Regions from separate parts of the Zea mays genome. Here regions 1, 2 and 3 are each linked to region 4. A link is a contact called in public Hi-C data. All regions are on one chromosome and are shown on one strand. The core of a region is the stretch at or near the end of the contact, and the rest is flanking DNA. Distances in the headings are between cores, read along the strand shown. Region 1 holds the start of LOC100283841 (GTP-binding protein PTD004). Region 2 holds the start of LOC109942989 (zinc finger BED domain-containing protein DAYSLEEPER). Region 3 holds the start of LOC103641134 (NAC domain-containing protein 21/22-like). Region 4 holds the start of LOC103641135 (pentatricopeptide repeat-containing protein At2g26790, mitochondrial).

Region 1 (7,179 bases), core at 591-3,090, 310 kb after region 4:
AATAAGCCCAGCTATGTCAGTTACTTCAAGATATGCAGGCACCTGCACAGAATTTCAACGACCACAATGCACATGAAACACGATTTGAACAGTCATTGTACATCTGATGATCTGAAACATAACCTCAGAAAGAGAAATGCGATTTTTACTTTCTGGGTGGGAGCAGCAGAACATTTTTTTTTCAAAACTTAGTCAAATTCAAATAATTTCAATAGAAACTGTAGGGGCTTAAAGGGGTCCTGCCCCCCCTCCTCTCTGTCACCGAATATGGGTAAAGAAAAGAAACAAACCTCACTCTTTGGCTTGTAAAGTTTGCAAAGCCAATCAAACCGTTCATCTGGAACATTCACCCGTGCTTCATTTGGTTCGATGGTACAGAAAGGAAAATTCTCAGCTGGGATAGCCAACTTCGTTACTATGTTGAAAAAAGTTGATTTGCCAACATTTGGCAACCCAACCTGCAGAAACATTAATCCAAAAACTGAATTAGACCTCATCTTACTGACTTACATTGCCATTTTATCAGTGACAAACATGAAACGATCAAGTGGCCAGTGATGGGATTATAACCAAATACAAATGCAATTTTGCCACCGAGCTAATCACATTTGCCAACAAAACTTGATGCATAGTCAGCACTCAGCGGTCAGCGCAGAGTGGCAAAACAATTGAACCATTCGTAGCTTAAAATGTCACTAACATGCGCAATCTAAAGGTACGGGCATTATGATTTGTTAAGCCATGATAGTATACTATTCCCTCCATTCCAAAACAATAGCTACCTTTAGTTTTGTCATCATAAGTCAAACATCTCTAACTCTCACCAAGTTTTTGCAGAAGAAAAAACATATATTAACATCTAAAAGTTCAAATAAATGCACTACCAAGACATATCAATGAAACTAATTTGATGCATTTTTCTATAATTTGATTAAAGTTAGGATAAAGCTAAAGTGAACTATAGTTTAGATTGGATGGAGTATATAAGACCCACAAATGCCCTAGGCCTCTAACATGCCACTAAAGCAAGCAGTACAGCACCATGGTATACAAAAGAAACATACAGAACTACTGCCAGATATAGGCTACGTGCACACAGCAAAAATATATATCAGTGCAATTATTCCAAATCATATCCTCAGCAACCATAAGTAAAAAAACAAGAAGTACAAAAACCAATAATAACAATTCGATCACACCTGACACTCACTAGCCAACTTCCCAGGAACAACACGATAATAGGATCAGGTAAATCTGTGCCAACAACAACCTGAGCCTCCGAAGCAACTATCTCCGTGCACAAGGGGCAGCACACGTACCGCGCGGCTCGAATCAATTAACCACGAAATCACAACCTAAAGCTCCCATCGAGGCATCCACGACTCATTAGCTCAGAGCCCGTAGATACTACCAGAACTTCAGGCGAGCACGGACAACGGCTACCACATGAAGGCCCTTATAACTCCAACCGCCGGTAGCCCCAGCGGAGCTGAGCTCGCTCAGTCCATCCACGGTGTCCCAGAACGGCTACGATCCTAGGGAAGGGAGTGTGCATCGGGGAGGGGATGGAATTGGGCTTACGATCCCGATCTTGAGGTGGGAAGAGAAGCGTCCAAGGATGGGGCGCTCAGACGGCGCAGCGTCCTTCTTGGCCTTGGGAGGCATCGTCGGCGGTCGGCGGTCGGCGGGGATGCGGCCGGAGCAACCTGGGATGGCTAGGGTTTTTGGGGGGAAGCGGAGGGTCAGCTCTTGCGGCTGCCGATCGAGTAGGGAGATGAACACGGATTCGCGGTTGCTGGGCTGGGTTGGGCTGTGAGATGAACGATGGATCGAGGTGCTGTGGGGAGAGGTTTTCTTTTCTTTTTTCCACTAGGTTTTATGTTTGCAACTTGAGCGAGAGATTTAGCCCCTGTTTGTTTCGGCTTTTCACAGTTTCTGGTCACCAAAAGCTGCTGCAAACTGCCAAACACTCAGCTTTTCAGTCAGCTTCTATAAAATTCGATTCGGTAAAAACCATTCAAAATCAACATAAACATATAATCGGTTGAGTTGTCACAATAGTAGTAATCCGTCACTTTATAGATCCTGAGCCCCATGGACAACTTTATCTTCCTCCGCACGTAATCCTAATGATACTCAGATTCTCTGCAAAGCCCGATTCTCCCCACAGCTAGATTCTCGGAAAAACTGGTCAGAAAAAAAGCTGAACCAAAAAGGCCCTTAGGTGTGTTTGGTTTTGTTTTTTTTTAGTTTTTACTTTCTAAGATCATTCCCATTGGAAGTTTTATTATAGTTTTGTTCTTATTAAATAGATGACACATCACTATGTTTGATGACATGGCGCGGTAGAGAGTTTCATGAGAGGAGAGAGAGGGTTTCATCGAGATGAAACTCAAGATACACTGTGTCACTTTTGGAACGGTGCAATGAAACTTCTACTGGGAATGGCATAAAAGACAAAAAATGAATCAAAGGGCTCGATCTAGAAAATAGTTTTTTTCCAAAAGCCGGGTTTCTTAGAGTATAAAATAAAAACACATGTAGATCTGTTTTAGTAGCTTTCGGATGGACTGTGAAAATATATAATCGAAGAACTTTTAGTAATGTACATTAAATGGTTTTTAGTTTTTTTACAGTTCACAGTCCACATCAAATTTTTTCATAGTGTTGGCGTCGATCTGGGCAGCGCAATCACTAGGGATGTATCGTCTGACGGTGCCCTCTGCGACGGTGCGGATGGTCCGTGGCTCTGGGCCGGACGGTCCGCGGCCTGAGCGCAGGAACGACGCCTTCCCTGCTTCACACCGGACGGACCGCACATAGGGTCGAACGGTCCGCGATGGCGCAGGGTCATCTTCCTCCTCCTCGCTAGAACCTAGATCTCGCCCTTAGGGAAAGAAATCTTAGGGCACCCTAGGTCGACATGTCACTCGGGCCATCCCCAGACGACGTGGAGTCGCCTAGGAATTTAGAGATCAATTCGAGGAAGATGCCTTGGATGGACAACTAGATCTTGCCCCCAGAAGGGGTAAGATCCTAGGGTCGTCTTGGGTCAGCGGGCCACCCAAGACGAATCTAGACGACGTAGAGTCGAATATGGGTGGAGGTGGATATGCGAAAGGCTATAACTAGAACTACGCTACATCTACTCCTAGGGCGGGAATGATAAAGAAAGTAGTTGGCTCAATTAGAATGTGTTCGGGGGTTCTCAATCGGTCGTACCCCTTTATATTTATAGGGGAGGAGGTCTATACCTGTTCCTAAAAGATAGCCAACAACTCTCACGTGATTAGATGGATAACCATACACAAGATAAGGATAATCACCTGAGTTGATCTGATCGCGGGGCCGCGGACCGTCCGGGCCCTAGGGCCGGACCGTCTGCCACTTTTTCTGCTCAACACATGGCCCCTGCTGTCGGTGTTTAGAGTCCAACCGCACACCCAGGGTTACCCTTGTGGTGCTTTTGGGTAGGACGGTGTTGTTGATTGTAATTCAATGGTTCATGCGAGACGCACGAGAGAGAGAGAGAGATGATTTTCTGCAGGTTCGGGCCGCTTGGAGAGGCGTAATACCCTACTTCCTGGGGTGGATCTGTATGCAGTGTGTTACAAGTGGTACCTCCTGAATGGAGGAAAGCTAATGAGATAAGTAGATGGGGGATGAAAATGATGGGGTTCCCCTGAGCCTTATATACACGACCGTGGGGCACCCATACGTACATGATGATCACATGTCTCCTAAATAATAGTGAACAGATTGAAGTGGTCTCCTGAAAATCCCGCCGACTCATCCCTAATCCGCCCTGACATTTGAGGGTGCCATGCGCGGGAAAGTCGGACGATTTCTTTAGATAGCGCACGATTTGACGGACTGCCTGGGCTCGAGTCTGTCGTCTTCCCAGACTGGCCCATTCCGCCAATAGCTTTTGCCCGGCCCACGAAGGGATGGCCTTGCGGGGTAACTAGCTCGAGGCCCCGCGCGAGGACCTTTCTCCTTCTAGTGGACCCGGGGGATATCTGTCCCCCACAAGCCCCCAATCTTTGAGTTGATTTTGAAATAATCAGCCCAAAAATTCTTGGTCCGGCTTATGGGTTTGTTATATAGCCTGATTTCTGTTCTGTCGTTGGGTGCACCAAAGGTGCACCCATTGGGTGTAGCCCCCGAGCTTTGAGTGGATTTTAGAAATAATCCATTCAAAGGTCTTTATCTTTATGCTTTAGAAATCAGCATTTTATCTTCAAGGGACTATAAATCTATTGGGTGCACCGAAGGTGCACCCAATGGGTGTAGCCCCCGAGCTTTGAGTGGATTTTAGAAATAATCAATTCAAAGGTCTTCATCTTATGCTTTAGAAATCAGCATTTTGTCTTCAAGGGACTATAGATCTATTGGGTGTAGCCCCCGAGCTTTGAGTGAATTTTTAGAAATAGTCCATTCAAAGGTCTCCATCTTAGTTTTAGAAATCAGCATTTTGTCTTCAAGGGAATACAGATCTATTAGGTGCACCGAAGATGCACCCAATGGGTGTAGCCCCCGAGCTTTGAGTGGATTTTAGAAATAATCCATTCAAAGGTCTTCATCTTATGCTTTTGAAATCAGCATTTTGTTTTCACTTTATGATAGATATTCAAACGATGCCATCTGTCCATGCTTTGTTAGGTCTGAAATCAATTTGATCGGTGATGGATTGGACGTCCAGCTAGTTGAGGCAGATGGCTCTCAGCTAGACATCACCCTGCTCTATGCTTCAATGCTTCTGTTGATTAGACTCGCGCTTCAGTAGCCACATTTGGATTTCCTTCCATCTCAGCCGATCTCCTTCTTTTGTCGTGGTACATTCATTGCGTATATTTTGTGGATATCACTTATTCAGAAAATCTTTGAAAATTCTGGGCGACACACCCAATAGGTGTGCCCAAGGGGTATCTTGGTGTGCAGAGTGTTTATCATGTTGTCCCGAAGTAGTAACTTGATGTGATGAAGAGGTGTAGTCATTTGCCTGAACAGTTGACTTAGGTCCAACCGGTGTCGTGTTACGCAAAGCGGCACCTGTTGCCTGACTCATTTTCAGGCGGCTTGAATTGCTTATTGAATTCTTGCGACTGTTCGGCGAGCGGGGTAGGAAGTGGACGGTCACCCCCAGCCTCTATAAATAGCCTGATTGCCCTGGCTGTTCTCTTCACTTGTTCTTTGATCACCTGCTTTCTTTTTCTTCTTCTTCTTCTTCTTCATTCCCTCCCTTTCCAACCGACCATGGGCAGAGGTAGGAGGGGTAGGAGTTGAACTCGCCGCGCCGACGGTAAACGCAAGCGCGCTCCAAGTCCTCCCTCGGAGGACTTCGGCGACTCAGAATACTCGGAGGAGGCCTCCTCCGAGTATGATCGATCACCCGCTCCTGCTTCTCCAGTGGTGTCGTCCGAGGATTAGGACGACTCCATGGGACTGTCCACCGTGGCCCGAGCGTACTGGCGCTCCATCGAGCGCGCCGGGCTCGGTGGGTAGGATGAGTCAGAGGAGGTCTCCTCGAAAGAGGTGGACTCCTCTGACTCCTCCGAGAAGTGGAACGGCGGCGAGGGTGACGACGAGGGCGACGACAGCAGCGGCGACGACGATGACAGCAAGGGCGACGGTGACGGCGGCAAGGGCGATGGCGACGGGGGCACGGGCTACGATGATAGCAGCAAGGGCGACGGCGGCGAGGGCGACGATGACGGCAGCAGCGGCGACGGTGACGTCGACAACAGCAAGGCCAGTGGCATAATGCCACTGGTTTAAATATTAGTATAGATAGCAGTAGTAGTAGTAGTAAGTAGTGGTAGAATAAGGTAGTGTTAGTTAGTAGTGTAGTGTAGTGTAAGTAGTAGGGTAATGTAATGTAATGTAGTGACCAGAGGTAGAAGAGGCCGACTCATAATGAGTCGGCTTCGAGTTTGTGTTGATTCCCCCATTACGAATGAAGGATGAAGTTACTCCACTTAACCACTGTTGCTTGCTTTTTGTTTTGTGTGCTTGAAAGCTTATCGGCATTTTAGAGGTAATGCCCGAGTGACGATTGCGATCCTTAATTTTTTGAGTTATGATCTGGCACTTTAGAGGTAATGCCCGACTTAAGGAGCCAACTTATACTCATGTCGACGTGCCTTCTTGAGTTTCGAACCCTAAATCTCACTTTTCTCCTCCGCCGCTTCTCTGTTTTCTGAATTCTCAAGCCCGCTCGTTCCACCCGAGAGATTGTGATGGCTCCCAAGCGGAAGAGACAGAGCGTCGTTGTTCCGATCATTCCGCCCATTTATTCCAACAGCCAGCTTCCATTCGCCGGTAACTACATGTCTGTAATTTCTGAATCAGATCTTCTGCATCTTGTGGAAACTGGGGTTTTGCCGCCGAAAGAACTGTGTTCTTGGCGACTCTGGCGTGGGGTGGCTGTTCCGACAGAGGACACCCATGAGGCCGTCATTTTTGTGTCGTTCCTCATCCGAGGGCTTGCCCTTCCTATTTCTCCATTTTTCCGCGGTCTCCTTGATTTCTACGATTTAAATCTTGCACATTTAAATCCCAACTCCATTCTCCAAGTTGCCATTTTCGTACACCTGTGTGAGGCCTTTCTTGGAATCCTTCCCCACTTTGGACTCTGGAGGTATCTTTACCACTGTCAGCCCAGTATGGCCGGAGGACAACATCAGCTTGTCGGTGGTGCCAGTTTGGAGCTTCACCGGGGGAGGAAAGTAGAATACCTTGATATCCCCCTCAAGGACAGCATCAAGGGATGGCACCTCGAGTGGTTCACCATGGAGAATCACATCAAGTCCCTCCCCCCTCGATCAGGGAGGTAGCCCGACGTTCGCACGCCCAGCTGGGTAGAGTCCCCCACTTATTCAGAGGTAGCCAAAGCCATGGTTGTCGACTTTGTCTTCAAGAACATCCAACCTCTAAAGGACAGAGTCTACCCTGCTTACTTGTACACCGGGGTCAATGATTCTATCTGAGTCATTAACAGACAAATTCCCAATGAGGACCAAAACCGACTTGATATGATGCTAAGGGGCAGGTGTCACACCCGGATTTAAGGAACAAAGTCGGGTGCATCCCATATATGCGCCAAAGAAGACAACACATATAATAACATAGTGTATAGAGATAAATGTCACAATATCATTAGAGTACTTATTACATAGC
Region 2 (6,430 bases), core at 3,672-6,171, 460 kb after region 4:
GACCATTTGGGTACCTAAGAACAAGGCCTAAATTTGTTTTGTAGGTTTATGCATCCAGTGGTTCAAGTTGGATAATCGATAGCGGGTGCACAAACCACATGACAGGGGAGAAAAGGATGTTCTCCTCCTATGAGAAAAATGAAGATCCCCAACGAGCTATCACATTCGGGGATGGAAATCAAGGGTTGGTCAAAGGTTTGGGTAAAATAGCTATATCTCCTGACCATTCTATTTCCAATGTTTTTCTTGTAGATTCTTTAGATTACAATTTGCTTTCTGTTTCTCAATTATGCAAAATGGGCTACAACTGTCTATTTATTGAAGTAGGTGTTACTGTCTTTAGAAGAAATGATGATTCAGTAGCATTTCCAAGAGGGCACCTTCATCAGCCAAACAAAATACATACAAGATATACTTAAGAAGTTTGGGATGAAGAATGGCAAACCCATCAAGACACCCATGGGAACTAATGGGCATCTCGACCTCGACCCGGGAGGTAAATCTATAGATTAAAAGGTATACAGGTCGATGATAGGTTCTTTACTCTACTTATGTGCATCTCGACCGGATATTATGCTTTCTGTATGCATGTGTGCAAGATTTCAGGCAAATCCTAAGGAAGTTCACCTTAGTGTCGTAAAGAGAATCATGAGATATTTAGTTTACACTCCTAAGTTTGGTCTTTGGTACCCTAAGGTATCTACCTTTGATCTAATTGGGTATTCTGATGCCGATTATGCTGGATTTAAGATTGATAGAAAGAGCACATCAGGGTCTTATCAGTGTCTAGGAAGATCCCTGGTGTCATGGGTTTCAAAGAAACAAAATTCAGTAGCTCTTTCCACCGCCGAAGCCGAGTACATTGCAGCAGGCCATTGTTGCACGCAATTACTTTGGATGAGGCAAACCCTTAGGGACTATGGCTACAAATTGAGCAAAGTCCCTCTCCTGTGTGATAATGAGAGTGCAATCCGCATGGCGGATAATCCCGTTGAACACAGCCGCACTAAACACATAGACATCCGGTACCACTTTTTGAGAGATCACCAACAAAAGGGGATATCGAAATTGCTTATGTGAGCACCCACAACCAATTAGCCGATATCTTTACCAAGCCACTAGATGAGAAAATCTTTAGCAAACTTAGGAATGAGCTAAATGTACTTGATTCTTGGAACTTAGATTGAAACATTGCACACATAGCTCATGAATATACCTTTGATCATATCTCTTTCATTTGGTACAAATGCATATTTCTTATTCTTATTGTGCCAAAGCTACGACTAATGTGTTTTTCAAGTGTATTTCTATACTAAGTCATAGATTGAAAGGGAAATGGAGTTTTTGGCAAAGACAAGGCTTCCACTCCAACTCTGACGGTATCATTTACCCTTTGTTGTTACTCCTACAACTCTCATGGTATAACCCTTCACTCGTATTCATTTTACCATTTATGAGGAAGTGTTAGACCCCATAAGGGGAGAAAAATGCAAAAGGGCTATCAAGTTCTCCGTTTTTGGCGCTTAATGCCAAAGGGGGAGAAAACATTAAGCCCAAAGCAAAAGGACCGCACCACCATTTCAAAAAATTTCGAAATGAATTTTTAATTGGTAAATTTCAACTGGTGTATTTTCAATTGGTATCTAGTTTTCAAATTGATATGTGAAAGTAAAATTTCAAATTGGTATCTATCTTCAAAACTTCATATTAAGTATGAAAGAATTTCAATTGGTTTAATTTCACTTCTTATCTATTTCAAAACCCTCTTGAAAGCTAAGGGGAGAATTTCATTCAGGGGAGCTTTTACTTAGTCATAGGAAAAGCATTTGAAACAGGGAGAGGAATTTCAAATCCAAAAATTGCTTCTTGCAATCATATTTCTATACCTTTGACTATTTACAAAAGTTTTTGAATAGATTTCCAAAAGATTTGCAAAAACAAAACATGTGGTGCAATTGTGGTCCAAAATATTAAATAAAAGAAAGCCAAACCATTCACTTTTGTTCATATGTTTAAAATCTTTCATTGGTTTAATTCTAATTAACCTATGCACAACCATCTCAAATTAAAAACTAGTTACATTTCTACACATTTCATTTGCTTTAGTTTGTGTTGGCATCAATCATCAAAAAGGGGGAGACTGAAAGGGAAATAGGGTTAACCATTTCCTATAATTAATTTTGGTGGTTGACGACCAACACAAACACACGAACTAACTAGTTTGTCTAGAATTCAGTATTACAGGTGCATAAGATTCAACATAAACCAAGAATGAAATCAAGTTAGGGACACAATTTAATTGGAGCAAAAGGACTTGAGTGTGCTGAAAAATGGCGCAACAGACATTGTCCGGTGCACCAGGGCCGTACAGAGTCAAACCAGCCACTCTCAGGAAAATGGAGGCGCGCTCCGCTATAATTCACCGGACTGTCCGGTGAGCCAGCGGAGCAATGGCTCTCTACACGCCAACGTTCGTCTGCCGCAATGAACAATGCATGTCAGAAGTCAGAAGGCACCGGACTGTCCGGTGCAGCTAGAAGACAAACGTCCCCAACGGTTGTGCTGACGTGGCGCGCACCAGACAGTCAGTGCACAGTGACTGTCCGGTGCGCCCATCGCCAGCATAATTCAGCCAACAGCTAGAAGTGGTTGGGAGGCTATAAATACCCCCAACCACCTCATTCACTTTCATCCAAGCATTTCTGAGTTCTCATTCATTGTAAGAGCAAAAGCCCAACACTCCCAGACACAATCAAAGCAATCAATCCACTCAAAGCCCCAAAATCAACTCTAGTGCATTAGGGCTTGTGAGAGGATCAGTTGTGTTCTTTGTTGCTCTTGTCGCTTGGTTTGGCCTTTTTCTTTTCCCTTCTATTTCTCAAGTGACTTGTAATCGAACCAAGAGACACCTAAGAGTGTGGTGGTCCTTGCGGGGTCTAAGTGATCCGAGAGATTAAGGAAAAGGCTCACTCGGTCTAAGTGAACGTTTGAGAGAGGGAAAGGGTTGAAATAGACCTGGTCTTTGTGACCTCAATAGGGACTAGGTTCTTTGGAACCGAACCTCGGTAAAACAAATCATCGTGTTCACTCGCCTTGATCCTTGCTTGATTTTTTTCCCCTCTCTAACATTTCCTTGCTAGTGTGAATTTGAGTTGGCTCTCATACGTCATCTGCAATCCTTGAGCAACTCCTAGCAAGAGAGATATTCTTTTGGACATGAATTTAATTCTAACGCTAACCCCCGACCTTAGTGTGTGTTTAAGTTTATAAATTTCAGGTTTCGCCTATTCACCCCCTCTAGGCGACTTTCACTTCATGACGTTCATCCGAAGATCGTTATGTCCGAAAGGAGATAATCTTTTGAAGGGCGAAGGTCCCTAATCTTTAACAATTGTGTTGCCTTATTCTTGATTCACAACATTTGAGAACAAATGACCAACACCATCTAAAATCAGGATTGGAGGTGTGGCCCTACATGACAACCTTTTGTTGAACCATTATACTCTTGTGATCAATTGTAGTTGGTCTGGTTACTTCACCTTAGAATAATACAATGTTAAAGAAAACGACAACTTGTTTTTTAGAGTTTTTATATATAAAGCTATAGAGGAAACATTGGATCCCGGTTAAATAGTGCTCCTCATATTGCTTGAACTTGGATCCTAGTTGTTGTTTGACCTAAGTATGACAAGCATTTGTTATATGTAGTTCAGACTGTGCAAGTATTTGCATAGAGTAATAAACTTCCTTTTGCTTTTCCATTCGCACCGCAAAAATTGAATCCCTCCCTCTCCCTTTTTAATCCTGATGCAAGAACATCATCTATATGCAAGGTGGGGGCGAACTATGAAGAAGCATAAACACATCAAGCAGAGCTACACAACCATCAACAATGAAGCACACAAAAAGTTGTCGCAAAAGTGCAAATACTAGTCATTATGCCCGAATTCGAGGTTGCATAATTTTAAAAATGGGGAACGAGATGCAATCCTACAATCCTATGGGTCTGCAAAGAAAAAAACAAAGTTCTTTACTTGGTTTTCCTTGGATCTAGGGTGGAAGACCGAATCGACGAATCCGACAACGCGCTACGCTTCCTTTTCTCAGCAGCATGGTAAAGACGTTTGCCGATGGCCACTTTCTAAAGTACTTATTTGTCCGAAGTTCCCACGTCCTCAGTACCCGTCGCGTCGACGTCGAGAAGCACCTCCTTCCCGCCTTATTGCTTGCTGCCGCCGCCCTTGTGCGATCTGCCACCGGACCCGCCCAGTGAACAACCACGTCGATCCTAGCTTCACCTGCGACTCCGACACAACGTGCCACGAGGTCGACACTAGCGCGATGCACACACTTTTCAAAAGAAGAGAGGAAGCGAACACTTCAACCGACCGGTGTGTAACGAACGCTCGACATCCTTCACGTTTATTGTGTCTCAGATGACCGCTAAGGTCTCCTTTGGATCAAAGTATAAATTCCTGAATCCTGTGTTTTTGAATTAATTCCTATAAAAAAGTATGTGTTGAAAAGGATCCCTAAAATTTAGTGTGTCGTATAGCGCAGGTTGGTTTAGGTCGTTTTACTAGACCTAGGTGGAACCAGCCTCAAAATCGCAAAAAACTCAGGAGTATTTGAGAATAAAGTTTTTTTTTATAGTTTTGGGATAATACTGCAGTATTCTCAAATACTATATTATTATATACACAAAGGTGTTTGGCAAGGTAGCTTAAGTCTCTGTTTTTTAAAAATGAAGTATTATAAATACTATAGTTGTTTTAGAGTATTCTAAACTTAGGTTTAAACCTTTGTTTTTAAAATTGTAGTATTTTAAACTGTGGTATTGTAATGACTAAAGTATAACGTAGTATTTCAAAACTGTGATTTTCGAAAACTTTGGTAAGGCCTCACCGGCGTACCTCCTCATGGAGTTGGAATGGACGCCGCCGACTCAGCGTAGGGATGGAGTCCTGTGCCGCCGGCCATCTTCAGTACCTGCTCGATCTCTCCGTCCACCTCGCCCATCGACGGCCGGTCGGCGCCGGCCTCCTCGACGCAGCGCAGCACCAGGTCCATGTACTGCTCCAGCCCGCCACCGCCTGGTCCAGCAGCTCGTGCAGGCCGTACAGATCCTTGGTCCGGTCCAGCGCCGCCTTCGTCCCGGACGATGTACCGGCCGGTGGCCGCGCGCCAGCGGCTTCCTCGCCGTGACCACCTCCACTCCTCCAGCATCAGCACGCCGATGCTGTAGGCGTCGCTTTTCTCCGTCAGCTGCTGGCTGCTGCAACATCCCAAAGTGTCGCATTCATCCAGCATTAATTCACTTGCCGTCGATGTCGTTGCCTGCCGACGTCGTCTCCGGCGCCGACGTCCCAGTTTTCCAATGCTCGTTGCCGCCACCGCCGGCTCTTGCCCCTCAAGTCCTCACACTTACGATGGACCGGTTGGCCCACAGTTGCATCTCGCAGATGATGGTCAACCCGCCTCATTCCTACCTGCTACCCGTTGGTTTGTCGATAGGTGCAGTTTTTAATTACGTTTGTTATTTTACACTACAATTGGCACTCACCCTCTCATATGCCACCACTTTATAAAAAGGCAACGAACCCCTCCAAAGCAACGCTGAACTCCTGTATCGAAGTTTTTGATGACCTGAGCCCGTTGACTTGGTGGATTGGAGAAGGCAGCAGCACATCACTATCTGGTTCTTGTGTTCTTGCTGCAATCAGTCGAGATTCAGGCTGCTTTGGATATACTTGCAATCCTTGACAGGTGATTGATTTGCTTTCTTTATACCTGAGCTTCACTTTCATCCCAACATAACTGATGCTTGATTTGCTTTCTTTATGCCTGACCTTCACTTGCATCCCAAAATAACTGATGCTTTAGGTTTGTCTTAAATCAAGCCATTTAGGGCTAGTTTTGAAACTCAAATCCCCTTCAGAATTGGAGGAAATTGAAGGGGAAATAAACTAATTTCACCCTCATTCCCCTTCAATCCCAGAGGGGATTTGAGATTCCAGACTAGCCCTTAAGTTTTTTTAGGGTGGGGGTGGCAGGATTTCCCACCTGAGTTCGTTATATTACATTGCTGGTACGTTGGCCTTTAAAGACTGAACTTAACAATTTGCATTTGGGGGAGTACGGGGAATAGAGTCACTGGCTAAGCCATTTTAATTCCAAATTTATAGAAAATAATCATAATATTTATGACAACAAATATGTATAACATGAAAATATATATCATAATAAATCTACAATATTCATTTGGTACCATAGACATTAATCGTTTTTATTAAATTTTATCAATTTTATAATTGTTTGAATTAGGACAAGCCTAAAATATCAGTTATTTTGGGTCGGAGGAAGTATATTTGTATTTTTTCATTGTGTGCTTCTGCTTAGGATTTTACTAGGATCTAGATATCTCTATATC
Region 3 (6,655 bases), core at 929-3,428, 500 kb before region 4:
TTGGTGTGCATGACCAAGGTAAAAATAATATAGTCCCATTTTTCTAAATTTATTTTTAATGAAGACCCTATTTGTTTGGGTTAGACTATCTTCAGCAGCTTATCCATACTTATTCTCATATTCAAACTCTACTCTACGAATAGTGTAATCTACAGTGCAAAATAGTGCTTATAAGTAAACTTTGATTGAACTACTGGAGTCTGCCTTACCGTTGTTCGTTTATTGGAGTCCATGTCTAGGGCTTGTGTTTTAGGTATAAAAGAAGAAAGAGATAGGTTTATTCAATGTTGTTGTTGTTGAGTGGATAGTTAGGATGTAACAGTTCAAATTGCAAACCAGCTGGAAGAAAAAAAAAGATAGTAAAACGAAATGGAGTTGGGAGTAGCTGGATTGATGTGCCGCTTGAATTGACCTACGGCAATGGGGGAAGGCCGGAAGGGGCTTCGGCCGCGTGCGCATAATTTCTAGAAAAAAAGAAGCCTTTATTTCAGTCATAAATCACCATTTAACTCTAGCTTTTGTCCTGAATTGTCGTGATTCCTCTAGTTCAATTTAGAATCATCTTCTATCCTAGATTTTCTAGATTCATGTGATTCATCTTACAAGATATCATGCTCCTGTAAAATCTATAGTTGACAGCTGTTTCAACAAAATAAATTTCAGTTTTCCATAATCGTCAGCCCATAGTAGCTTTCTTATAGCTCACAGCTAAAATCAGATTTTCGGAAATCTACAACTTAACCAAACAGACCCTTAGTCTTTTCTTGTCCTAGATCTGCCTCTGGCCTCCAGTACTCATTACTCTAGTCGTTCGCTTAGGATTAAAGTCGTCTGTTTGAACTGCTGCAACTGTAATCTATAGAAAAAAACACTTTAGAAGTAGTAGAATCAAGTACAGATTAAAGGCAAGATAGCACTATTTTTTAACCCACAATCCAGCAGCGGACCTATGTTATGGGGAGCGGGGGCACAGGCCCCACTCAATTTCGTTGTTTTAATGGATATTCTATCTTATTCAATGTATTTACAAAGTTTTAGTAGCCCTATGCATTTATTTAGGCCCAGGCCCTCACTCAACCTTTGGGCTGAGTCCGCCCCTGCTCGTGGCAGGTAGCCTCTTGCACCCCTATAGGTCCTGTAAGGATGTTTAGGCTATCTCCAGCAATGTCCCATAAATTTCATCCACTAAAAGAATATTCTATGTCCTTTACAGCACACTCCAAAAGATTTCATCCTTTATATCTTCTCCTTCTCCAGCAGTATACTCTAAATTATGTTCTCTATATGAATAGTGATACCAGATTTTGTATTCTATATTTTTTCGTATTCGACACAAAGAAAAATATTATTTGTAGGTCTCGAAAATAAAATACGCTACATATTGCATTCTTGATTATGTAGCCTAAATTACTCATACTTATTTTTACCAACTCATTAACCAAGCTTTGTAGTTTACATTTTTCCGTATTGGACATGAAAAATGATCGTTCGAATGTCCCTACACAGGAATGGCGATTGGCGGCTGGACGAAAGGCCGATGGAGTTGGTCGTTGGTGCCTGGCTGTGCTCGCGATATCCTCCGCCGCCGGCTTCGTGTTAAATACCGACGAGCTAGATCTGCGACGGAGGGCCAATAAAGTTGGTCGAGGACGAGCTAGATCTGCGACGGAGCACCCGATGTACACCTCGCCCTCCCCTCCTTGCGGCCGCTGCTTCCCCGTCCCTGCGAGTCTGTGACCTTGGCCAGCTTCCACGACCCCTCCTACTTGCTCGAGAGCTTTAGCCCCGGCGCCATGGATGAGAGCTTTGCCAGCACCAACAGAAAGCTTTAGCCCCAGCGCGCGGAGTAGACGAAGGTGTCGTTTAGCGGATGCCCGAGATCCGCTAGCTTTAGCGTGTATGAGGACGTGCTCTAAATTTACCGAACTTTTTAGCGTGTGTTGCTGGACTCATAGAGGAGGTAATTGTCCGCTAAATTTAACTTACAGAATCATTTATCGGTCGTTGTTGGAGACAGCCTCAATAGACCAGTACTCAATCGTATGGAAGTAGAAACTGGCAAATTGCATGGTTGACTTGTGCACCCTATTTATATACCATCCTATCGCTTCATGAGATGCTCCATTCCCACTGCCCTGTTGGGCGGCCTTCAAAACACAGCCCCTCCTCTCTCTCTCTAAGACGGGAAACTGCAGCACATATTAATTAGTAACTAGCTAGGTAGAAGAAGATGAGCTCGTCGATCAGCATGATGGAGGCGAGAATGCCTCCGGGGTTCAGGTTCCACCCCAGGGATGACGAGCTCGTGATGGACTACCTCCTACAAAAGCTCTCCGGCCATGGCCACCATGCCGGCGCTGCCATCGTCGTCGACGTCGACCTCAACAAGTGCGAGCCATGGGACCTCCCAGGTCTGTAGTACTAAAATCTGATTTAATTGCAGAAATAAACAATATCCTTTTTTGCTAATGCATCCAAAGTCTATACTAGATCATCAGAAGTTCTACAACAGGGAATTAGTAAATTAGTAAGAAAAAAATGAATAAGAAGATTGAGCAGCAAAAAAGAACAATTGGCTTCGCCCGGGTTCGAACCGGAGACCTTCAGTGTGTTAGACTGACGTGATAACCAACTACACCACGAAACCATTTGTTGATTGAACTATACAGAAACTGTTATATTATTATTTTTCGTTCGTTGATGTCGATCAGATTCCGCGTGCGTGGGTGGGAAGGAGTGGTACTTCTTCAGCCTGCGCGACCGCAAGTACGCGACGGGGCAGCGCACTAACCGCGCCACGCACTCCGGCTACTGGAAGGCCACCGGCAAGGACCGCGCCGTCGTCGCCGGCGGCGAGGTGGCGGTGGGGATGCGCAAGACGCTGGTCTTCTACCGGGGCCGCGCGCCCAGGGGGAAGAAGACGGAGTGGGTCATGCACGAGTTCCGCCTCCACCCCCATGCCGCGCCGTGCCTGCTAGCAGCAGCTGCGCCAAACAAGGTAACTGATTAGCCTCTGGATAGTCGTGGATCACGTTATTAATTGTCACAAAACCCTTAGAGCTTGTTTGGGAGTAAGTGGAACAAAGAGAATTGAGGGGGCTATAATCCCTTACTATTCAATTTTGAATAACAAGGGATTATAGCCCCCTCAATTCTCTCCATTTCACTTGGTCCCAAACAAGCCCTTAAAGTCGATCGGGCCGGAGTGATGGTGTTTTGAACATCAGAATAGCAGTACGATCCACGTTTGTTTGGTGCTCGTTGAAATGTTTACAAAAGAAGAAGGCGGGGGATGTTGAACTGTTGATGGTCTCCTAAGTTGTCTTTGGCACCACTGTGATGATGCTGAAGAAGCTATTTTACTCATTTGGCTCTAAACAAATCCAAGCATGTAGGGTCTCGTTCAACATGCATTCTCGCATGACAAAGCTACCTGCCCACCCTAATTATTGTACTCATGGCCGCCTAGTCTGCCTCTGCCCATCCGTTACTATCTTTCGGTCAATTCATGCCTACGTCACTACAATCATCCAACCCAAAGCTGTTCCATCAGATAAGCTACAGCTATTTAAGTAAATTAATGATGAGCTGAACATTCCCTTGAAAGGGATTTATTTGACTCTCTATACGACTGATTCTTCTTTTACTCAAGCCTGTAGGATTGCTAGTTTCCTCAAGTAACAGATTTCCAACACAGAATCCTTCAAGTAGCTTGTTGTAAACGATGCTATGTCAGTTCCATCAACATCACACAATAAGCTATTACAGTAAACAAAATTTAATGTGCTGCACATTCCCTTGAGAAGGATGCGATGAATCTCCGGCTGACTAATTCTTTACTTCAAACTGTCAACCAAATTTGTATGATTGCTTATTCCTCAGGTAAACCAACCCCAGAAAAAAAAATGTAACTTTTCAGTGCGACCTGTTGCAAGAGGTGGTTATGTTAGTTGCATCAACATTATGCATCGCATCAGCCTGCTGAATTAGCCTGTCAGAAACATGAAATATATTCCAGCCCTCCCTAGGATGAGGTTTTTTTTTAAATTTCTTTATGGACTATATATAACACGTCTCTGCAAAATTCAGGAGGACTGGGTGCTATGCAGGGTGTTCTACAAGAGCAGAACAACCAGCCCAAGGCCAGAATCTGAAGACGCCCGGGACGGCACCCCATCAGCTGAACCGCAACTGCCGGCTGCCCTGCCGCTTGCGCCCCTCGCTGACACCTACGCCGCCCCAACGGTTGCAGAGCAGGTGTACTGCTTCTCCGGTCTGCCGGCACTGCCATTCAGAAGACCAGTGAGCCTTGGGGACCTTCTGGAGTTCGACGCCTCCGAGAAGGAATCTGTCACGACAGCGATGACCAGTGTCTCGAACAACACTAGTTCAGTGCTGGAGCTGGCTCCAAATTGCAACTGGAACCAGGAAAATGGCATGTCACGGATGTGGAGCCCCCTTGGGATATGAGATAGATCTGTGTTGTTTGCTGGATCTGGATGTATGGAGTGTTAGTACTGAGTGGCCAGTAGGGTTCTGCTGCTTAGATTTGATTAGCAGTGTGACTTGCAGATTGTGTAGATTAGATTATCCGTTATTGGACTAATGGCTTGGCGTAGTATTTGTACATATTACTACTGAAGGAACAGTGTCCTTATCCTTGTTTGGCGTAGTATTTGTACATAGCACCTGCTAAACTTCAGACAATCAGTGAAAGACAAATGTGTACATTGTAACATAGTGTTAAGAAACTCTGAGAGTTGCTAAGTTTTCAGGCTCTAAGTTCTGATGCAATCTCGCCTTCCTTTCACTCTTTGCATTGAGACGTTCTCACGTTCAGCTCAAACTTTTCTATGAATCCACACGTGTTGCAGTAGGTAGATTCCGTCTTCTGAATGGCACTTGCTGGAAGGCAAAAGACATGCCAATCCAGGCGCAAGGCACAGTACTATCCAGAGGTGTAAACTTAGTCCAGATCACTTTGATAAACTGGCACTACTAACATTTTTTTTCAAGAATTCAAGGTGCTCAGACTGAAAGATAACAGATAGATTCTGAAAAAAAAACTGAATGAGAGAAACAAAATCATATTCAATCCTCGTTTCACTCCAATTGTTCCATTCCGAGTATCTACAAAAACAAAATCGAAATAACAAACGAACATAATAAACAGAAGCGATGCCCGATGCATTCGTTTTTAGCATCGCAGCATCCACAAAAATAATTCTCCATCTATTATACCCCCTCCCTTAATTTACGACATTTTTTATACACCAGTTTTTTTTTCTTATCACAGAGACGACTCTGTGTTTGCTTCTGATGGTGTTAAAGGTTCAGTAGTGGCAAAGGATCTGATTGCGGTAGAGTCTGCATTGCTTGGTCTCTGATCGTTGTTCTCATCTAACATTACAAGAGCTACAGTCATTTTCGGCGGTCAGAAGCCGCTGAAAATAAGCTATTTTCGACGGCTTTAGGCTTATTTTCGGCGGTTCCTGGCCGCCAGAAAAAATAGCCGAAAATAAGTTCATATTTTCGGTGGCCAAGGTCTAGCCGCCGAAAGTAGCTTATTTTCGGCAGCCTCAAGTCAGCCGTCGAAAATAACAGGTAGTTTCCGGCGGCCAGGGAGTCAGCCGCCGAAAATACCGTGTACGAAAATAAAATTTCTTATTTTCGGCGGCCAGGGAGGCCGCCGAAAATTAATAATTTCAGAGCAAATTTTTTTGAAAAAAAATGCAAAAAAATAACAGAAATTCATACAAAATTCATACAATAACAGAAAATTTATATTTGAGTCCACAACATAAAATTTGAGTACATACAAATATAAAGTCCACAAATAGTCCATACAAACATAAGTTCACAAATAGTCCATACAAACATAAGGTCCACAAATAGTCCATTACAACGCAAAATGCGGCACAAAGCTAACTCCATCACATATCGGGGTCGTTGGAGTTGTGTCCACTACCTCCAGAAGCGAAAAACTCGTTGACGAAGTCGTGTAATGGGTTTGGATTCTAAAGAAAAAAGAAGACATTAATAACGGCATTGGTTACATGTATGACCACTATTCAAACAAATTGTTTCTCAAACTAATCTCTCCTGTAGTAGCTCTCTCCCCTGCATAAGCTCCTTCTGGTGCTGGTATGATCGGTGGTGGCGTGTTGTGGCCCATGACCCCGGATCCCTACAAAATCAAGTTTAGTAAAGATTTGAAATTAGGTTGATACAAATGACAAGTCTTAACTAAATTGAAGCACCTGAGGTGGAGGTGGAGATGGCGGAGCATGTAATCCCCACTGAGGCATCGACGGCTGAAACTAAGGGAAAACAAATGGTTGCTGCTATGCCTGCTGTGGAAACCAAGACTGTTGCAAATATAATATGTTAGTTATAGCACCAATATCGAGCGTGTTGAGAAGAAATAAGACACTCACGTTCATTGCTTGTTGGGCCTGTGCGTTATAAGCAGCCATGTACTCTGATTGCTGTTGGAGGAATGCCATTTGTTGTTGTCGCAGCTCTTCATGAAACTTTTCTTGCTGCTCCCTCATAGCCTCCTCCTTGCTAGATACAGAGAGGCGACTACGGCTGCTACTACCACAACCCGCCTACGACGAAGAGCCGCCACGAGAACGCAACTCCGTCGAATCGA
Region 4 (6,662 bases), core at 1,252-3,751:
AAATCAACCGGGAACAAAACTTCCCCGCAAGGACCACCACACAATTGGTGTCTCTTGCCTTGGTTACAAGTGAGTGTTTGATCACAAGAAAGAATGAGAAAGAAGAAAGCGATCCAAGCGCAAGAACTCAAAAGAACACGACAAATCACTCTCACTAGTCACTAATGCTTTTGTGGAATTGGGAGAGGATTTGATCACTTGGGTGTGTCTTGTATTGAATGCCTAGCTCTTGTAAGTGGTTGGAAGGTTGAAAATTTGGATGACTTGAATGGGGGTGGTTGGGGGTATTTATAACCCCAACCACCAAACTAGCCGTTTGGTGAAGGCTGCTGTCGCATGGCGCACCGGACAGTCTGGTGCGCCACCGGACAGTGTCCGGTGCGCCAGCCACGTCACCAGGCCGTTGGGTTCCGACCGTTGGAATTCTGACTGTTGGGCCCGCCTGGATGTCCGGTGGCACACCGGACATGCATTGTAGAGTGTCCGGTGCGCCACTTCGCGCGTGCCTGACTCCTGCGCGCTCTGGCGCGCATTTAATGCTTCTGCAGGTGACCGTTGGCGCGAAGTAGCCGTTGCTCCGCTGGCTCACCGGACAGTCCGGTGAATTATAGCGGAGCAAATTCTCGAAGCTGGCGAGTTCCTGAGACGCTCTTCCTTGGAGCACCGGACACTGTCCGGTGTACACCGGACAGTCCGGTGAATTATAGCGGAGCGCCTCTGGATTTTCCCAAAGGTGAAGAGTTCAGCGTGAAGTCCCCTGGTGTACCGGACAGTCCGGTGCGCCAGACCAGGGTGCCTTCGGTTATCCCTTGCTCTCTTTGTTGAACCCAATTCTTGGTCTTCCTATTGGCTAAGTGTGAACCTTTGGCACCTGTATAACTTATACACTTAGAGCAAACTAGTTAGTCCAATTATTTGTGTTGGGCAATTCAACCACCAAAATCAATTAGGAAATAGGTGTAAGCCTAATTCCCATTCACCAATGTTGGGGACTTGTTCTCAAATGCTATGAGTTAAGAACAAGGCAACACAAAGAATGTTAAATGTTAATGCCCTTCGTCCATCGAAGCATTATTTCCCTTGGGATATAATGATCTTCGGACGAAGGTCATGAAGGACATACCTTCATCATTACAGCATACGATAATGAAAAGAGAATCACATGAAATGTGAAAGGTAACATGAACAATTATGTATCATTATCAGCTCATTTCTATTTTATTATCATAGAAAAATAGAAATGATATCAAGTTACAAATGTACCTTCGGCTTGAAAGAAGGTAAAAGTACGAGCGTGACGCAAAAGCAAATGCCAAGTCAGCATGAACAGTGCAGGAGCACTGTTTATCTATTTATAGGCACGGGACGCAGCCCATGTAAAATTACACCCATGCCCTTTACATTTGCTAATGACTCTATAGTGACCCATCAAGGTCTAAATAGCATTTTCCCTTTAAAGTCAGTTCCCTTTTCTGCTATCATATCGAAGCTCCTTTGCGCATTGCTTCGGCTCTGCGTCAACCTTCGTATTCTTCGTGCTTATCACACTGTGGTTCTGCTCCAAGTCCGAAGATACCTGGTCATGTAATACACTCCAGAAACATTGTTAAATCATGTTTTTGAGGACCTTCGGAAGACGAAGGCCCCCAACAGGGCGGAAGCGACACATCGCGCTAGGGATGGGGGTGGGTGGGGCACGACCATCACGTCGGGAAGGGGGCGACGCATGAATGGCCTGACATAGTCATCGAAGGCTGGTTGTCGATGGAAGAAGACACCGAGGTTGGAGGGGCGCTGGAATGGGGGCGGAGCACGCAGGGAGATGATGCGGGGCACAGTAGAGGCAAGACGGGGCAGGGGCACGGACGTTGTGTACGCCCTTGAGTAGTATAGATTGCATATTAGAGCAACTCCAAGAGATTAGCTAAAAAGGCTAGTAAAATTTACCGATTTAGATACTCTAAAATCGATTTTACAGAAAAAGTGTATGTTAATCCAACAGGCTCGGTAAACCTACAGATTGAATGGAGAGTGAAGCAGGCTATCCAAAAATAGAGAACGAAGGTGGAGGGATAGAAAGCCACTAAATTTGAAGATTCATTTATAGAGTCTATTGGACACACTTTTCTTCTAATATTAGCTAAATTTATCTTTACAAACATATATACTTAAGGTCTGTTTGGTTTGTGGCTAAATGTGCCACACTTTGCCTAAGGTTAGTCGTTCGAATTGAAAAACTAACCTTAGGCACAAAAGTTAGGTAAAATGTGGCAACTGAGGTAGTGAACCAAACATGCCTTTAGTCTCTTAGAGTTGCTCTTAGTCAGCGTTTATAATTAGCACCGAGTCTATAAATTATGGGTCTGTTTGAACATATGAATTATAGATATGGCAATTTTGCGAAAAGCAAATAGCGCATTCTCTCGCGCGGCGATGGCAGGGAGGCTGCTCCTTTGATTGGGCTGCTACCTCATGGGCGATTGGGCTGTAAGGCAGCCCACCTTTCTGAAAAAAGAGGCCTGGAAAGCCCAGCTCCACCAGCTAAACACAAACAGCGCGCTCCTCATCGCCTCCTCGTTCGGCGACGGCGCCCTGCAGACCGCAGTTCGACTCGGCAGGCAGCTGGCCAACCGCCGAGCCGGCGGACCACCAGACTCGGAGACCTCCTCCGCAAATGCGAGCCAGCAGGCGCCCTTGACTCCTGTGGTTGCAGTTCCCGCCTGCTCTTCTTCCAGAGTTCCCGCTGCCCGGCTTCGGCGGTTGGCGGCTGGTGCGGAGGCGTCCGCAGGATTACGGCGGCATCCGCAGCAACCAGGCCCCGGGCCTATCCAGCACGCAAGCACGGTGCACGGCAGTGCCCGTCGCCGGTTCGCCCCTCTACACTGCGTTAGTGCTTTGCGTAGCACAGCGGCTCGGGTAGCTGTACTATAAATTATAAAAGCACTGCACATTGAAGTGTCAATTGATTCATCCCTTTTTTGATTGCCGGTTATTAGCTCTTGATGATTAATTCCAGTTGCATCACATTCTGTACGAGGCTACGATAGAATACAATGGAAGAATATCTTAAAAAAGATATCTCGAAGTACGGGAACTAAAGAGACCCCTGCTGAGAAAAAAAAGCCACGCATTTAGTTTGATGATAGTATGAGATTTCTACCCTCAGTCGGCAGAATATAAATTTGTTATGAGCATAAAAGCATGTTCCGAGCAGTTTCAAACCTTTTGGCTTTGGCCAAACGCTGCCCCATCAGCCGGCCTGCCTCTTCTGTGACCAAGCAGTGAAAACAACCAACCATGTGCTTTCTTCCTGTGTGTTTGCCTAGGAGGTCTGGTCCGTCTGGACTTTGGTGCTACAAAGATTAAATCCGATTGTGAGGCCGCTTGATGCTGATAGTTAAATTCCTTGTGGTGTTGAGCATCCACATCTTTGCCTAAAGAGGCATGGAAGGGATTTTGGCCATGTTTGAATGCACCGGAGCTAATAGTTAGGCAAGTTAGCTGCTAAATTAAGTTGTAGACATTCAAACAGTCTAGCTAATAGTTCAACTATTAGCTAATTTTAGCAAATTAGCTAATAGTTAGCCAGCTAATTTAACTAGTATTTTTTTATCCAACTAACCATTAGTTCTAGTGCATTCAAACACTCCCTTAATTCCTTGGTGGTGCTAGTCTCCTAGGAGCTGGTGAAGCATAGGGAATGCCTGTGTTATTTAGAGAGTTAGACCGGATACACAAAGTGTGATTTAGTCCGTGGCCATTGAATGGCATTTGTGGTGTCTGGCTGGAGGGTTGCCCCTCCAGGATTTTGTCCTGAGGGCTGGCTCCTAAGGGTCGTGGTTGTGTGCCTATCTTGCTTTTGCAAGTGTGTGTTGTATTGTTTTCCTTGGGGGCTTTTAAACCCCTAGGGGAATACCTCTTTCCTTTCTTGATAAAATGACACGCAGTTCTGCTGCGTGTTTCAAAAAAAATATTTTTGTCAAACTATAAGATCAAAACAAAAGATCAATAACTTGTTTCAATGTTAGTTCTATACATCTCTTTGCATGTGTATCACCAACTCTACAATGAAATTCCTCATGGAGAAATGGTGCTCGATCTGTCACTATTCACTACCTTAACAAAGTTCTTATGTGGCTGGTCCTTAATGACTTCTGCTGATGAAGTAGCCAGGATTCGAAACCCCAAACAGTACTACTGAAAGTAGCTGGTTCTGCAAATTAGCAAAGTACTTAATTTCAGTTACAATTTACAAGAGAAGGTTCTTGATGGTTTTAACTGATTTAGCTGGTTTGATGTAACATTGTCACAAGGACATACAGAAATTCAGAGGAAATCATGTCTTTTTTCCAATCATCTCTTGACTTAAATCATTATGTGCAATCAGCATTTAAATCAAATAATACATTTGACTGTTCGGTTATGGGAACCATCTGAAAATGTTTTGTCTATTTCTTTTCTGATGCAGGAATGTTTCTTCTATCATTGATGGCTAATGGGTCGTTAGAAGAGCACAAAGATTTATATCTCCAATGATCCTGTCACGGTGGCTCAAATGCACTGCTGAATGGTTCAGGCACAGTAAGGATTTATCGCGGGAAGTTCCTTCTTGCAACTACTCCGTACTCGCTTCAGTTCACCATGATGACTCAAGCGGTGATGAAAGGCTGAATTATGCTTCTGATAATGAGCCTATCCAGAAACAGCAGAAGTCTTTGAGCTCTTACAGTGTTGTGCAGGCTCTCCGCTGCCTAAGGAGGAAGCCTGCAGTTGCATTTGCCTACTTTAAAGATATACATAGCCTTGGTTTTAACCATGACTTCTCAACCTACTCAGAGATCATACAAATTTTATCCCATTCATTCCAGGGGAAGATGTTGGTATCCTTGTTTTGTGAGATTCTTTCGGGAACTGCTAATGGTGACCCAGAAATCTTAACACTTATTGGTCACTTGAGCAAAACTTGTGCCACTTCTCACATACTCTCATATGCAGTCAATTGCTTAATCAAGGCATACACTAACAGCCACGACGTACAAGAAACAGTAGAGATGTTTTGTCACCTTTGCAGGCTTGGATTTGTTCCTACACTTTGGGCTTGCAGTTTCCTTATCAAATTTGTATCCCAGAGTGGTGATTCAGATATGGTTGTTAGAGCTTATGATCAAATGAAGTGCTTTCAGTTGATGCTGGATACTCAATCATTGAACATAGTCATTAGGTCGTTTTTTGAAGTAAATAAGGCAGAAGAATCATTTCAAGTGTGGGTTAGGATGATTGAAATGGGAATGAAACCTGATGCACATGGATACTCATCATTTATAATTGGCCTTTGTGATTGTGGAAAGTACGATCTAGCTTATAACATGGTAAGCAAATACACTGTTCTTCATGAGATCACCCAGGAAAGGGTTGCAATTGAGTCCATCGCTTATAATATGGTAATTGATGGACTATGCAAAGAAATGAAACTGGAGGAGGCTGAAAAAGTCTTGGACATCAAGACCAGACATGGATCTACCCCTGATCTATATGGTTATAGCTATCTCATTCGTAGTTATTGCAAAATGGGTAACTTAGAAAAGGTGTGGCATTATATTGAAGCCATGGTATCCCATGGCATCGAGATAAATTGTTACATTGTTGGTTACCTTCTACAGTGCCTCAAGAAGCTAGGCATGATATCTGAAGTTATTGTTCACTTCCAGAAATTTAGAGATCTAGGACTCCATCTTGACGGCGTTCTTTATAACATTGCTATGGATGCTTATTGCAAGCTTGGGAACATGAATGAGGCAGTTAAGCTACTAACTGAAATGATGGCGGGAGGTTTGGTCCCAGACAAAATCCACTATACATGCCTGATCAATGGTTATTGTCTGAAAGGAGAAATGGAAAATGCCTGGCAAGTATTTGAGCAGATGCTGAAGGAAAATGTAAAACCAGATGTAGTAACATATAACATATTGGCCAGTGGGTATAGCAGGAATGGCACTGTTATTAAGGTATATGACCTTCTTGAGCACATGATGAATCAAGGGTTGGAGCCTAATTCACTCACCTATGGTGTAGCTATTACTAGTTTTTGTAGAGGAGGCAACTTGAGCGAAGCAGAGGTATTATTTAATATAGTAGAAGAAAAAGGGATAGATAATATTGAACTGCTGTACAGTTCTATGGTTTGTGGTTATTTGCACTCGGGCTGGACTGACCATGCTCACGCACTTTTTCTTAGAGTTGCTAAACAAGGAAATATGGTGGATCAATTTTCATGTTCAAAATTGATAAATGGCCTCTGCATAGATGAAAAGGTTGAGGAGGCTTCAACCGTGTGTAGTATGATGCTGGAAAAGAATGTTATTCCTGATGTAATTTCATATAGCAAACTTATTTCAGCTTATTGTCAGAACAGAGATATGCACAATGCTCACTTATGGTTCCTTGATATGGATGAAAGAGGACTTTCTGATGTCATTGTATACACTATACTGATGAATGGTTATTGCAAGGTTGGTCGGTTGCAAGAAGCATGTGACTTATTTGTTCAAATGATAAATTTAGGAATCAAGCCTGATGTAGTTGCATACACAGTGCTATTGGATGGCCACCTAAAGGAGACCCTACACCAAGGGTGGCAGGGTATCGCTAAGGAAAGGAGGATC

Evidence for each region. A called contact is a pair of places that touch in the nucleus more often than the background predicts.
Region 1: a Hi-C map of leaf shows a contact between it and region 4, with 7 times the contacts expected there. The contact joins the promoter of LOC100283841 here to the promoter of LOC103641135 in region 4. A contact is called at or near these places in 6 of 25 Hi-C or Micro-C datasets (ear, endosperm, leaf and 1 more).
Region 2: a contact with region 4 is called in a Hi-C map of ear, with 3 times the contacts expected there. The contact joins the promoter of LOC109942989 here to the promoter of LOC103641135 in region 4. A contact is called at or near these places in 2 of 25 Hi-C or Micro-C datasets (ear and tassel).
Region 3: a contact with region 4 is called in a Hi-C map of tassel, with 5 times the contacts expected there. The contact joins the promoter of LOC103641134 here to the promoter of LOC103641135 in region 4. A contact is called at or near these places in 2 of 25 Hi-C or Micro-C datasets (ear and tassel).

What each region holds. Positions count from the first base shown.
Region 1 is chr10:62,930,912-62,938,090 of Zm-B73-REFERENCE-NAM-5.0, forward strand. LOC100283841 (GTP-binding protein PTD004) reads right to left here and starts at 1,841. Exons shown (of 12, transcript NM_001156739.2): 1 at 1,582-1,841; 2 at 291-458; 3 at 1-42. The coding sequence starts at 1,665.
Region 2 is chr10:63,070,677-63,077,106 of Zm-B73-REFERENCE-NAM-5.0, forward strand. LOC109942989 (zinc finger BED domain-containing protein DAYSLEEPER) reads left to right here and starts at 4,922. Exons shown (of 7, transcript XM_035963385.1): 1 at 4,922-5,514; 2 at 5,593-5,766; 3 at 6,400-6,430.
Region 3 is chr10:62,117,874-62,124,528 of Zm-B73-REFERENCE-NAM-5.0, forward strand. LOC103641134 (NAC domain-containing protein 21/22-like) reads left to right here and starts at 2,179. Exons shown (of 3, transcript NM_001301481.2): 1 at 2,179-2,411; 2 at 2,712-2,998; 3 at 4,090-4,767. The coding sequence starts at 2,231. The coding sequence ends at 4,470. TRNAV-AAC (transfer RNA valine (anticodon AAC)) reads right to left here and starts at 2,647; the gene lies at 2,574-2,647.
Region 4 is chr10:62,615,962-62,622,623 of Zm-B73-REFERENCE-NAM-5.0, forward strand. LOC103641135 (pentatricopeptide repeat-containing protein At2g26790, mitochondrial) reads left to right here and starts at 2,502. Exons shown (of 5, transcript XM_035963382.1): 1 at 2,502-2,916; 2 at 4,469-6,662. The coding sequence starts at 4,533.